Regions from separate parts of the Mus musculus genome. Here regions 1 and 3 are each linked to region 2. Evidence: chromatin contacts called from public promoter capture Hi-C data. All regions are on one chromosome and are shown on one strand. Each heading gives the region's core, a stretch centred on a gene start, on an enhancer-like site or on the middle of the called end of the contact. The rest is flanking DNA. Distances are from core to core; before and after follow the strand shown.

Region 1 (4,563 bases), core at 633-3,132, about 18 Mb after region 2:
AAAACTGAAAAACAAATCAAAAACAACTTTAGAAGCTAAAGCTGGTATAAGCCTGAACCTGAGGCAGGAGGATCACATACATAGTCAAGGCCTGTGTGTACTACAAAGCAAATTCAAGTCCAATCTGGCAATTTAGTGAAACCTTATCTCAAAAAGTGAGGTGGGGGTAGAGGGAAGGTACAGTAGGACTATAGCTCAGCAGAACATTTGTCTAGCAATCACAAGGCCCTGGTTTCAAGCCCCCCTCAAAAATTTCAGCAAAACAAAAAACCCTTAACTTTAAATCCTGTCATGGTGGCACAGACCTGTAACTCCAGCACTTGAAAGACTTAAAACAGAGCTTGTACACTATGCCCCTCCTTAGAATTGGGAACAAAACACCCATGGAAGGAGTTACAGAGACAAAGTTTGGAGCTGAGATGAAAGGTTGGACCATGTAGAGACTGCCATATCCAGGGATCCACCCCATAATCAGCATCCAAACGCTGACACCATTGCATACACTAGCAAGATTTTATCGAAAGGACCCAGATGTAGCTGTCTCTTGTGAGACTATGCCGGGGCCTAGCAAACACAGAAGTGGATGCTCACAGTCAGCTAATGGATAGATCACAGGGCTCCCAATGGAGGAGCTAGAGAAAGTAGCCAAGGAGCTAAAGGGATCTGCAACCCTATAGGTGGAACAACATTATGAACTAACCAGTACCCCGGAGCTCTTGACTCTAGCTGCATATGTATCAAAAGATGGCCTAGTCGGCCATCACTGGAAAGAGAGGCCCATTGGACAAACAAACTTTATATGCCCCAGTACAGGGGAACGCCAGGGCCAAAAAGGGGGAGTGGGTGGGTAGGGGAGTGGGGGTGGGTGGCTATGGGGGACTTTTGGTATAGCATTGGAAATGTAAATGAGCTAAATACCTAATAAAAAATGGAAAAAAAAAAACAGAGCTTGTGAGCTCAAGGCTAGCCTTGGTAACACGGCAGGACTTTCTCTAACAAAAATAGCAAATCTTTAGAAATAAAACTCGAGGGCAGTGGTGGGATACACCTTTAATCCCAGCACTGGAGTTCAAGGGCAGCCAGAGTGAGTTCCAGGACAGCCAGGGCCACACAAAGAAATCCTGTCTGCAAGAAAGAGGGAGAGGGAGATAGATGGGGAGAGGGCAAAAAAAAAAAAAAAAAAAAAAAAAGAGGGAGTGGGAGAGAGGAAGAGAGAGAAAAGAAAGAACCCTTAACATGAATATTACATGGCTTTCTCATCAATTCCCATGGAGAAGGCTATGGACAATAGCACTTAGATGGCTCAGCGGTTAGGAGTACTAACTGCTCCTGAGTTCAAAACACAGCAACCTTCAAATCCCAACAACCACATGGTGGCTCACAACCAGCTGTAATGAGATCTGATGCCCTCTTCTGGCGAGTCTGAAGACAGCTACAATGTACTTACATATGATAAATCTTTTTTAAAAAGGAAAGAAGGAAGAGGAAGAAGAGGAAGAAGAAGTAGAAGAGGAGGAGGAGGAGGAAAGAGAGAGAGAAAGGAAAGAAAGAAAGGAAGGAAGGAAGGAAGGAAGGAAGAAAGAAAAGAAAGAAAGAAAGAAAGAAAGAAAGAAAGAAAGAAAGAAAGAAAGAAAGAAAGAAAGAAAGAAAGAAAGAAAGAAAGAAAGAAAGAAAAGATCAGCCTGGTTTACATAGTTACAGGGCAATCTATCTCCAGAAGTCTAGATCCGCCCCCTACAGGCCCATGGAAGAAGAGGCTCTGGTCCCGGCCCGCTTGCCGGGGCTCACTGAGGACTCCATTTCCCAGCTATCCCACTGCCGTCTGGGCTGTATATCTAAGCGCCCTCTCGCGGTGCACAGCGGCGGTCTGGAGTTCCCGGCGACCCTCGCGGCAGGCTGAGGGCGTCAGGGCAGTTCGCGATGGCCGCGGCTGGTTCCGCTGCTGTGTCAGGGGCCGGGACCCCAGTGGCGGGGCCCACAGGCCGCGACCTCTTTGCCGAGGGGCTCCTGGAGTTCCTGCGACCCGCGGTGCAGCAGCTCGACTCTCACGTGCACGCGGTCAGGTGCAGGACCGGGTTGCTGGGGGCGGGGCCTAGGGAACTGGCTTTGTAGGGGCGGGGCCCCGAAGAAATACTAGATACATTCTTGAGACACTGATGTTGAGACTGGGTAAATAGGCGGAAGGGCCTGGGTGAGGCCTTGAAGTTGAGGTTGGCTTGTCTCAGTATTTGGGGAATAAGTAGAATTCGTTTCCCGCGTCCCAGTCACTGACCGTTGTAGACTTTTGTACCACTTTGCAGAGAAAGCCAAGTAGAGCTCCGGGAACAAATTGACAACCTAGCTACAGGTGAGTGAGCAGCCAGGATACCTAGAATCCCTGATCTCACTTTCGGGAACTTTGTTTCCCCAGGTTTTAGGCTAAGTTTCTGTCACTTGCTTCTCAATATCAGAACTACCCAAGGACTCCAATTTCTGGGGATATTTTAGGACAGAATGGAAGAAGGGAAGGTGTCTGTGGCCCACACAAGACTGCAAGAGTATTTTTCATCCCATTCCTCTCTTCCATTCCCTAAGAACAAAAAATGAGCCATTAGATGTTGGTTGCCCATTTCCTCTTCCCAGAACTGTGCCGGATCAATGAGGATCAGAAAGTGGCCCTGGATCTGGACCCCTATGTTAAGAAGCTGCTTAATGCCAGGCGACGAGTTGTCTTGGTCAACAATATTTTACAGAATGCACAGGTAAAATAATAAAATAGTAATAATAATAATAATCCCAGCAGTGCATGGTGGTACATGCTGTAGTTTCAGCATTTGGTAGGCTAAGGCAAGAAGGATGGCTTGAACTTTGAGCAGAGCCTGGACTATCAAATCAGCTAGGGCTACATAGCATGACCCTCTTTCAAAAAAATTTCTTCTTGTTTATCCTGCTTTATGTCTTCAACACTGTGAAGCAACTATGGGGGAAAAGAGTGGTGTTAACTAATCTGATAATAAAGGCCCATATTCCCCTCACCCCATTACTAGGCCTCAAACTAGACAAGTGCCAATTCTTAACTTCTAATTCTTAACTTCTAGTGGCTGTCATTTACAAGTCCATTTTAACGTAAAGGGCTGGCTTGAAAAGAGCCAAAGCCAGCTGGACATATAAGCAGGCAAATTTCTGAGTTTGAGGCCATCCTGGTCTACAGAGCAAGTTCCAGGGCTACACAGAGAAAAAACAGTCTGGGGACAGGGGCAGAGGGGACTCAGTTAAAACCTTTTACAGCAGTCATTAGATTCCCCATCTTCCTGTCTTACAGGAACGACTAAGGCGGTTAAACCACAGCGTGGCCAAGGAAACAGCTCGCAGGAGAGCTATGCTGGATTCAGGAGTTTACCCTCCTGGTTCTCCAAGCAAATAAGCACGGGCCCGTGACCTGAGTATACAAGTACAATTCTCCAACGGCTTTGTCTGGTAGACACGAGAAGATTCCAGGAAAGTCTCTGTAGACCTTTGATTTTTTTTGCACTATGTACTCATTCATGTAGCCGCCTCAAGAAACATGCGTACGGCAGGACTATTTCCTAAAGAACCTCCATCACAGCTTGTCCATCCAAGAAAGAGCCTCTACCTTTTGGGTTTTGTTAATCTTGAGACAAGATCTCAGTATGTAGTCCCGGCTGGCCTCAAACATGTCCTCTTGCCTTAGCCTCCTGAATGCTGGGATTATAATAGGCATGTGTCAGAGTGCCGGGCTCAAGCCTCTATATATTTCCCCCAAAGAATACTAAGTAAATTAGGCATCGTGTGGTAGAAAATTGAGAAAACACCAGATTTAGTGAGAAAGTATACTCCTATTTCTCCCCCTCTGCTTCACCACAGTTCCTCTCAGAAGGTAATAACCTTTCCAGGATCATCTTACACTCTATAATGTTTAGGTTAACTCCTATTAACAAGTTTCGCAACTGTTGCCTTCATTGCTACCCAAGGAGAGCATGCCAGATAGCGAGGATCCAAGGTCAAGGCAGAGCCTTGACAGCTAAGAGTCCTAAGCTTTTGCGATTTTTTTTTTTGTTTAGACTACATATTTTAAGGGCTAGAGGGATGGCTCAATGGTTAAGAACACTGGTGATTCTTCCAGATGGCGTCCAGTGCTTAGCGCCCACATGGTGACTCACAGCAGCCTCTAACTCCAGCTCCAGGGGAACCCAATGCCCTTGTCTGGCCTTTTGGCCCAGCACACACACACATATGATGCAGATATATATGCAGGCAAAACAACCATCCTCATAAAATAAAATTTAAAAGTTACATATTTAAGCGCCATCCTTTCCAGGCTTAGCCAGCCAGTGTTAACCATCCTGTTACTCCTATTACTGGGGCTGGGCAGTTTCCTTTACCTGTAACTCCACTTTGTTTACAACTGAGGACTTAGGTAAAGTCAAGGTAAATAATTTATCCTCTTGGCCACCCTGGCTTGACTATGTTAATATTAAGTATTGCTCAACATTATTAAATAAATGCTTGTACTGGTTATTTTAACAAAAAAATTTATTTTATTATGGTTTCAAAGGGTTCAGG
Region 2 (4,271 bases), core at 381-2,880:
TATTTCTACAACAGGATCTCCTGGAACCAGAGGAACATATCGTTGTGAGCCATCACTTGGATGCTGGAAACCTAACGAAGGTCTTAACAAGAGAAGCAAATGCTGTCAACCACTAAGCCATCTCTGCAGTCCTGTCTTGCTTTGTGGAATGTCCTGTGTGTATACACACATATGTAATCCAAGTGATTATATTAGTGATTATGTTAGGGTTTTTCTATATATCTTTTGGTTTTTGATGCTGTAATTTCTTAATTTGAGTATATTTTTTTCAATGACTCTTTTTTTTCTTCTTCTGGTTTTTCAAGACAGGGTTTCTCTGTATAGCCCTAGCTGTCCTGGAACTCACTCTGTAGACCAGGCTGGCCTCGAACTCAGAAATCCGCCTGCCTCTGCCTCCCAAGTGCTGGGATTAAAGGCGTGTGCCATCACTGCCCGGCTCAAGTACTCTTTCCTACATCAAACACTGTGGCTACTCTACTAGTGGTTTCCTCCTCTTGACTGTCCATTCCAAGTCTTCTGACAGTTTTGTTCTAGGTAACCAGGCGGTTCACAGCCAGCAGATGGCACTGTAGCAGGAATGGACAGAATTCTTAGGTTTCTGAGTGCAGCACTTTCAGTCAGACTCTAGAAAAGCAGACCCAGCTGTCTATAATTGAAGGTCCCAGTTTACAAAGCAGAACCTAAAGCTTTGTTCCCTGCACGCCAGCCCACCATTAGACTGTCATCATCTAGTCAAAACATCTTCAGAGAAGCCAGGGTACATTTCTGAAGAGGTGAGGCCAGCATGACTTAAACTCTGCAGATAAAGGAAACTATCCTGGTAATTTAAGGAAAAGAAAGTCATTCTAACAAACAGGAAGCTGTCTGAATGCTTCTGACAACCGAAAGCTTTAGGATCGGAAGCATGTGGCTTTTGTTATAGTTTCTTATTCCGTTTACGAAAGTCAGAGGCAGCTTGGCTAGATTTCCGCAAGAAGCCACCTAACAAGGGCTGTCCCAGGAGTCCGAGCAACTACTGTGGTATCCCCCTCAGCACTCAAACTCTCGTCGGGTTTCAGATATTACAGCACATATTACTGCTGCAGAGCATAGAAGCAAAACAAACAAACAAAACAAAACAAAACAAACAAGCCGTGTCCCCAAGAACGGTCCAACTATCCTGACAGTGGTGACGTTTTCAGCTTGGTATGGTAAGATACAGTGACCCTGCTGTAGTATACACACGTGCGCCACCTTACGTGCAATTGCTTCGCATTATAGCCTGGTTCCCAAGTGTTTTCTCTTGGAACTGTACCTGATTTCACTACCAGTTGTCACCTAAATAAGTTGGAGGAAACGGGATGGCTTTCTTTTGTTTCTTGGTCATGAATCACTGGAACCCTAAGTTTTGTTCTCAAGTAGATACAACGGGGAACGACATGTTCTGGCACACTGAACATGTGTCACAGAGCAATCCCTACAGCCTTTATTTTTCAAACACACTGTCTGGGTCCAGTCGGTCTAATTAGACAGGAGCAAGCAGGCGGACTTCCGGTTGCCATGACCACAAAGGAAGCCTCGCCCAACACGCTCTCCTCCCACTACGTAGGGACGCAGACGCTACGCAGGCAGGGCGAGGCTTTGGCTCGACGATCAGCTAATTATGCCTGATTGAGTTCGGCGTTTCTCTCGCTCGGCTCTCGCGCTTGCGTACTACGGCTCGTTCCCCGTCACCACGGCCCGGATCGGGAAGTGTCAAGTGGGAGCCGGGTTCCCCCGCATTTGCAGCCGCCACAGCTGAACCCGGACCCCTCACCCCAGCCGGGCACTACCGCCATGACGAACGGTGAGAGCTGGGGGCCCGAGCGGAGGGTGGCGGTAGAGGACTGGGACCAAACGTGGCGGGCGGGGCTAGACTGACGTGGCCGTTCCCCCCGCCCCCTCCCAGCCCGGCCCCCCTGGACCTTGGGGAGCCCCTAACTCCTGTCTGGGATGCTCCTTGCAGTTTCTCTTTTCTCAAGCCCATCAAGGTACCCTAGTGCCACACCTGACTTTTCGTTATCACCCTTTACTCTCTTTTCTTTCCTAGAAGTTGGTTCTGGCCGCTGGGGAGGTCGTTCACTATAGAATTATGTTGTTAGTCCCCAGGGGAGAGAAGCTGTTATCCAGTTCCCTAAGGTCTCATACTTTCTGACAGTAAGCTGGTTGAAAGGACTTAGTAATGGTATCAAATCCCACCGTTTGCGGGGGAGGTGATTGTAGACAACCCCCAAAGTTTTTTGTTTGTTTGTTTATTTTGTTAATTTAAAAGACACCAAAAAAAGCCTTCATTCGTTTGACTAAAGTCCTAGTTGGGTGGCTCCATCTGGAGCTTCTGGCTAATACCGCAAAGGGTGGATTTAGAAGCCGCCTTTTATTAGTGATGGAGCACTTGTAATTTTTCCAGATTGCTTCAAACAATTTTATAGTCATGATTTTCAGGTTCTAGAGCATGAATTAAGACCTTTATAGTCAGTCTTACAGGAACGGAAATAAGAAAGCCTTTTCTAGGTACTATGATTGGAGAGGCTCGGGAAAGTATTTCTCATAGACTTCCATAGACGTGACACTGAAGACTGAAATGTCATTTCCTTGTGAATTTTGGCATTGTCTCTTAACTTATAGGAGTAAAAGAGCAAGACATAAAGGCATCCATAGAAACTGTCTGTGAGCTGACTGATATACTGGAACTAGCTGTGAAATAGTTTCACTGGAAGAAGTCAGTATAGTCCAGAACTGGCGGGAACCGACAAAGACCCTGATTGTATATAATATCCATTTGAAGCTTTCTGGGTAGTCAGTCTTACCATAGTACACAAAGTTAAAGAAGGAACGGAGGAAGACATAGTGTAAACTAGGAAATAAAATATTCTGGCACAGTTGATTACTGAATAAAATCTGCCTTTATGTAATTCATTTTGCTTACCTGGGTATCACATGTAAGAAGCAGAACTAAGAGCTTTCTGTGTCACCTAAGCATCAGATACATTTTTGTTTTGTTGTTTTGAGAGTGGGCTTTGCAGGTTGTATTTGGCATGCCTCTAAGCCGAGCGTTGAGTAGGAGGAGGCAGGCAGACCACAAGTTTAAGGCCAGCCCTGCCTACACAGCAGGACGCTGTGTGGAGCAGAAGCAGGATATGGGCTCCCTTTCCCCTTTGTAACTTGGGCTGCACTTAGCTAACACCAGTGTTCCAGGGGTGCATCGTTCTGCCTCATGGACACCAGTGCTTCCTGTCTTCCATTTTGTGCCCATCTTTTGTCCTGGCAAGAATATGATTTGTTAACTGTACTGTACTTGAAATAGCAACGGAGTATAGCAAAAGTGTAGCCATATGAGGTTTAACTCTTGGAATTTCCACTAACGTTTATGGTCCGCCGTAACATATGCTTTACCAACAGATGCAGATCTGAAAATCTTGGCTAAAGACTGAGCTTTCCTGCATCAGATGAGTGATTTATATCAAGAACATATGTAAATCTGTATGCTCAGACTCCGAGGACTAGCCGAGTACTAGCCTCAGTTACTTCCAAGAGTGCCACACAAATACACGTGTGTCTTCTAGTTTGTAGTGAGGGCGGGGGAGTGGAGTGATAAAGGGGCTTTTTACAAGCAGGTTGGGGAAACAGTGCCAAGATCATGGACCCTTCCTGTTTACCGTTGGCCCTGCCGTTGAGGTGGCCTCAGCACTGCAGTCTGGGCAGCATCACCTCCTCAGGCACAGCAGCATCAAAGACTCTCTCTCCTTCTCTTTGTGACAGTGTACTCCTTGGATGGGATCCTGGTGTTTGGTTTGCTCTTTGTTTGCACCTGTGCCTACTTCAAGAAAGTACCTCGTCTCAAAACCTGGCTGCTGTCGGAGAAGAAGGGAGTGTGGGGTGTATTCTACAAAGGTAAGGCCTTATCTGCATGCAGAGAGAGAACATACGTAGCTACTTCTCAGCAACGGAGTATAGCAACAGTGTAGCCGTATGAGATTTAACTTTCGGAATTTCCACTAACGTTTATGATCCGCCTGAACATATGCTTTACCAACAGATGCAGATCTGAAAATCTTGGCTAAAGATTTTTGTGGTTCTAGAATAGAAGGCGTAGGACCAGGGTGATATTTGGACTCATGTTTACTATATGAGTGTGTTTGTGGTGTGTTGTAATTGTGTGGTTGCTGCTGTGTACACTTGGCTAGCTGAGCTGTGAGCTTCTGGAACTTGTCCTGCCTACTTAGCCTACAAGTACTGAGAGCACAGGTTTGTAT
Region 3 (4,301 bases), core at 1,004-3,503, about 18 Mb after region 2:
AGATGTAACTATTAACTCTGCTTAGTTCTATAGGTCACCAGTTTTTGGTTTTTTTTTTTTAAGATTTATTTATTTATTACATGTAAGTACACTGTAGCTGTCTTTAGACACATCAGAAAAAGGCGTCAGATCTTGTTACGGATGGTTGTGAGCCACCATGTGGTTGCTGGGATTTGAACTCCGGACCTTTGGAAGAGCAGTCGGGTACTCTTACCCACTGAGCCATCTCACCAGTCCCAGGTCACCAGTTCTTAACTCACCAGTCTTTAAGGTTGTAGAAGACTCCCATAATTAAATATCATTCTCTCACTTGCTCATTTCCACCTCCTCCTCCACCACCATGGTGGCTCTGACTTAGTGATAAACACTTCCATCCCCTTCTACAGGTCCAGAAGGATGCAGATGCTGTGGACAAGGTAATGAAGGAACTGGATGAAAACGGAGATGGGGAAGTGGACTTCAAGGAGTATGTTGTGCTGGTGGCTGCTCTCACAGTGGCTTGTAACAACTTCTTCTGGGAGACCAGTTGAGCACAGTCTGTGAGCAGTGCCCTTCCTCTCCCACTTGTCAAGATTTCCCCTTTAGCGTGCTTGCTCCTCACCCCACCTGTACCTCCCTATGTCCCCATCCTTGCCCAGTCTCGACGTGCACCAAGGGCACAAGAGTGGCAGTCCAGATCTGCCACTTGTTTTAATAAAGCCTTCTCTCTCACCAGCTATCAATGTCTGTACCCTCTGGGCATGGCTATGTGTGAAGTAAGGGGTGCTCACTCCCAACACCTTATCTTGTCAAGTTTACATTAGTTCCTTATTTAAGGAACACTCAAAACCCAGAAATGTAGGGGTCCGAAAATTTTAGCTGGAATCCAAGTGTCATTGGCTTCTCAAGGATTTGTATGAGTAATTGGTAATACCAGGACTTGAAGGATGAGGCAGGAAGATTTTGAGTTCCAAGCCAGCCCATACTACATAGCCAGAAACAGAAATAAACAAGCCATCAAAAAATGTGGGGCTGGTGAGATGGCTGAGTGGGTAAGAGTACCTGACTGCTCTTCCAAAGGTCCGGAGTTCAAATCCCAGCAACCACATGGTGGCTCACAACCATCCGTAACGAGATCTGGTGCCCTCTTCTAGTGTGTCTGAAGACATCTACAGTGTACTTACATATAATAAATAAATAAATCTTTTTTAAAAAATCTGAAGAAAGCTAGAAATGGTGGCACGTACCATAGTTAACACCAGCTCAGCACCTGGGACGTAAAAGGCAGGAGGATCTCTGTGAGTCCAAGCCCAGCCTGGTCTGTATAGAGAATTCTAGAACAGCCAGAACTACATTATAGAGACTCTGTCTCAAAAAAACTACCAGAGGCAGTGGTGACACACGCCTTTAATCCCAGCACTCGGGAGGCAGAGGCAGGCAGATTTCTGAGTTCAAGGCCAGCCTGGTCAACAGAGTGAGTTCCAGGACATCCAAGGCTACACAGAGAAACCCTGTCTCGGAAAAAAAAAAAAAAAAAAAAACAACAACAAAAAAACAAAACCAGAAAACAAAACCAAAAAACTACTAGAAGAACTTTTTCCCAAGCTTCATTCAGTGTTTATTGATGCCTCATCATTGCTAGACATTATGTAAGAACTAGGGATACATAAGTGGGGATACAGATTTGCTTTATTGGATTACTTGAGGTAAAAAGACCCACCCTAAAACTAGCCACATCTTCTAGAGGCAGTCCCTATAAAAGGATGTAGATGAGTCCAGTGTGGGTCTTAAATCCCAGTACTGGGAGGGGCGGGGTTAGGGGGGGTCAGGAGGTGGATCTTTGTGAGTTCGAAGCCAGTCTGGTCTACACAAAGGAAGCCTGCCTCAAAAAGAAACAGAAACTCTACAAATAGGTTTGAGGGCCTGAGCAAATTAGCCAGGTCTCAAGGTCCTAATAAAGACTTTTTACAGTTGTCTTTAGCTTGGGAATGGGAAATAAAAGGATACAAACACTGTTGCCAATCTAAGCTGCTATTTGCAAGCCAAAAATCCCACCAAAGTGGGGCATAAACTTGTCCAGAAGGTAGTCTAGAGGTACTTAGCGATTACGGCCACTGGCCACGCCCCCGAAGGCGGAGCACTACACGTAACTTAAGGGATCTTTGCCAAAGTCAGTGGGGATTCGCTGCGATTCTTGCGCTAGGCCAAAGGACCATGTTGCCACGCCCCTAGTTGCGCGCGCACTGACGCAAGCCCGTCGGCGCCATTTTAGCCGGTCACGCTGCACTGGTGGGCCCGGCGGCCATTTTGTTTTGGACACCAAGCGGGAGTTGGCGGCGCCGGCTCTGGGGGCCCAGACGAAAGGCAGGAAAGGGCAGGCTTGACGAGCGGGAGGATCGGTCAGCTAGATACTCAACCCACAACGAGGAAGCCTCACATCCTACCGTTTAAGCATCTAAGCCAACCGCCCAGCTAGTTAACCCGAGCGGCCCGCCGTCAGCTCAGGTTAGGCCGGCCTCCGGGCCGCCCGCCGCAGCCGTGGTGGCAACCCCGGGAGGAGCGCTGGCGTCCATCTCCTTCGGTGAGTTTCTGTGGAGAGGGCAGAGGTGGAGGGGCGCGGGGTCCGGGGCCCGGTGGCGTGGGTGGCAGGTGTGGACCGGGCTGAGGTGCGCAGAGGCCGGGGAGGGGGCGGAGCCGGGAGGCGGAGGCTAAGCCGGAACCGCGGCCAGCGAGCTGGGCCGCTAGCCGTGCGGGTGCTGCTTGTGGTTGGCGTGTCTGGTGCAGGTGCTGGTGCTGGTGGTGCTGGTCGTAGTGGTTTGGCCTCAAATCCAGTGTCTTGCTTACCTAGATAAGCGTCCTCCATCGGAGCCAAAGCCTCGCCCCAGAATAGCGTTTGATGGGGATAACCACGGAAATAGTCGCCTGATCAAAGTTGGAGTCCTGAGAGGCTTCGAGGTGGAGGTCAAATGAGGAGTACAGGAATTAGCGGCGGCTCTGGGTGTTCGATTTTGATTCTTTTTTTTTTTTTTTTTTTTTTTTTTGCGGCACCGAAGTTGAACCCAAAATCGTACTTTGGCTAAACTAGCGCCCCGAGTTAACATCTCCAGCTTTAAAAATAATAATAATCTTAGTTTGAAACAGGGTCTGTCAAATCACCCGGGCTCGCCTTGAGCTTGTGACCCCCTTGCCTCAGCCCCTCCCCAGTATATGCCACTACAGTTAAAATATTGTGGTGTGCTCTTAACAGAGCTCTCAGATTGAATACCCATTTAGAAAACCTCTTCTGTCTTTCCCCTGCCATGTCTAACTAGAGCTCCACCTGCATTTGGAGTTGAGAATCGATTTTGAAACTAGGCTTTTCTTTTTATTTTGGGTGTATGAGAGTCCGGTCCTCACAGTGTGACAATGTAACCCGTTACAGCCTCAGACTGTTACACCACTCCCCTGTTGCTGCTGGGAATTGAACTTCCCAGGGCTTCATCAGTGCTAAACAAGCACTCTACTGAGGAGCTATATTCCCAGCTCCTCCATTTCTCTAGATCCATGACCCTCAACTTTCTATAGACATGTAAGATGTACCTGGGTAGCACCCCCAATCCCAGTTGCTGTACCCCATCCTCATGGCCAGATTGTACTTTAATTGGTCTGGATCCAGGCATCAAGAATTTAGTTTAGTTTGGGAGGGACTTTTTCTTTTTTTTTTTTTTTTCAAACATTCCTCAGCTAAGTCACATACAGTCCAGGCTGAGAAGAACTATTGAAAGCCAAACTCCTAGGCTTTGGCTACATCTCATTCTGCTATTTTGGAGACTTTGGCAGATGTTCTCCATCCTGGAGCTTTGAAATTTTTATAACTATTGTATGGACGTAAGCCCCCACCTCACAGGGTTTCTCTTAGGTAGCCGTGGCTGTCCTGGAACTTGCTATGTAGACCTGGCTAGCCTCGAACTCAAAGGGAGCCACCTACCTCTGCTTCAGGAATGCTGTGACTAAAAGTGCACCACCACCACCACCTGGCAAACTTAAGATCTCATGATACCATCTTCAGAGTTAAAAATATAGGCCTTTAACAGATTTATGCCTTGCTTCTTGTGAAAATGCAAGCTTCATTATTTTGATTGACTCATGCATATTGTCCTTTGTAGATTCTCGGGATTTGAAGATGGCTGCACAGTCAGCGCCGAAAGTTGTGCTAAAAAGCACCACCAAGATGTCTCTAAATGAGCGGTGAGGCAGCCAACAGCAACTTCAGCTCCTTCCTAAGAAAACATTACTTAAATTGACCCTGGGGTCCAATACAAAAAAAGCCAGTTGTAAGCTAA

What was found. Promoter capture Hi-C pulls out the DNA fragments that hold promoters and counts their contacts.
Region 1: a contact with region 2 is called in a promoter capture Hi-C map of liver, with 2.4 times the contacts expected there. The contact joins the promoter of Snapin here to the promoter of Tmem167b in region 2.
Region 3: a promoter capture Hi-C map of cranial neural crest shows a contact between it and region 2. The contact joins the promoter of Chtop here to the promoter of Tmem167b in region 2. A contact is called at or near these places in 2 of 39 promoter capture datasets (cranial neural crest and pre-B cells).

What each region holds. Positions count from the first base shown.
Region 1 is chr3:90,488,332-90,492,894 of GRCm38.p6, reverse strand. Snapin (SNAP-associated protein) reads left to right here and starts at 1,882. Exons shown (of 4, transcript NM_133854.3): 1 at 1,882-2,063; 2 at 2,301-2,347; 3 at 2,623-2,741; 4 at 3,302-4,563. The coding sequence starts at 1,921. The coding sequence ends at 3,403. Ilf2 (interleukin enhancer binding factor 2) reads right to left here. Exons shown (of 14, transcript NM_026374.3): 14 at 4,516-4,563.
Region 2 is chr3:108,559,825-108,564,095 of GRCm38.p6, reverse strand. It overlaps Tmem167b (transmembrane protein 167B), which reads left to right and starts at 1,630. Exons shown (of 3, transcript NM_026198.2): 1 at 1,630-1,825; 2 at 3,778-3,909. The coding sequence starts at 1,816.
Region 3 is chr3:90,507,450-90,511,750 of GRCm38.p6, reverse strand. Chtop (chromatin target of PRMT1) reads left to right here and starts at 2,253. Exons shown (of 6, transcript NM_001293776.1): 1 at 2,253-2,560; 2 at 4,125-4,206. The coding sequence starts at 4,142. It overlaps S100a1 (S100 calcium binding protein A1), which reads left to right. Exons shown (of 3, transcript NM_011309.3): 3 at 387-717. The coding sequence ends at 530.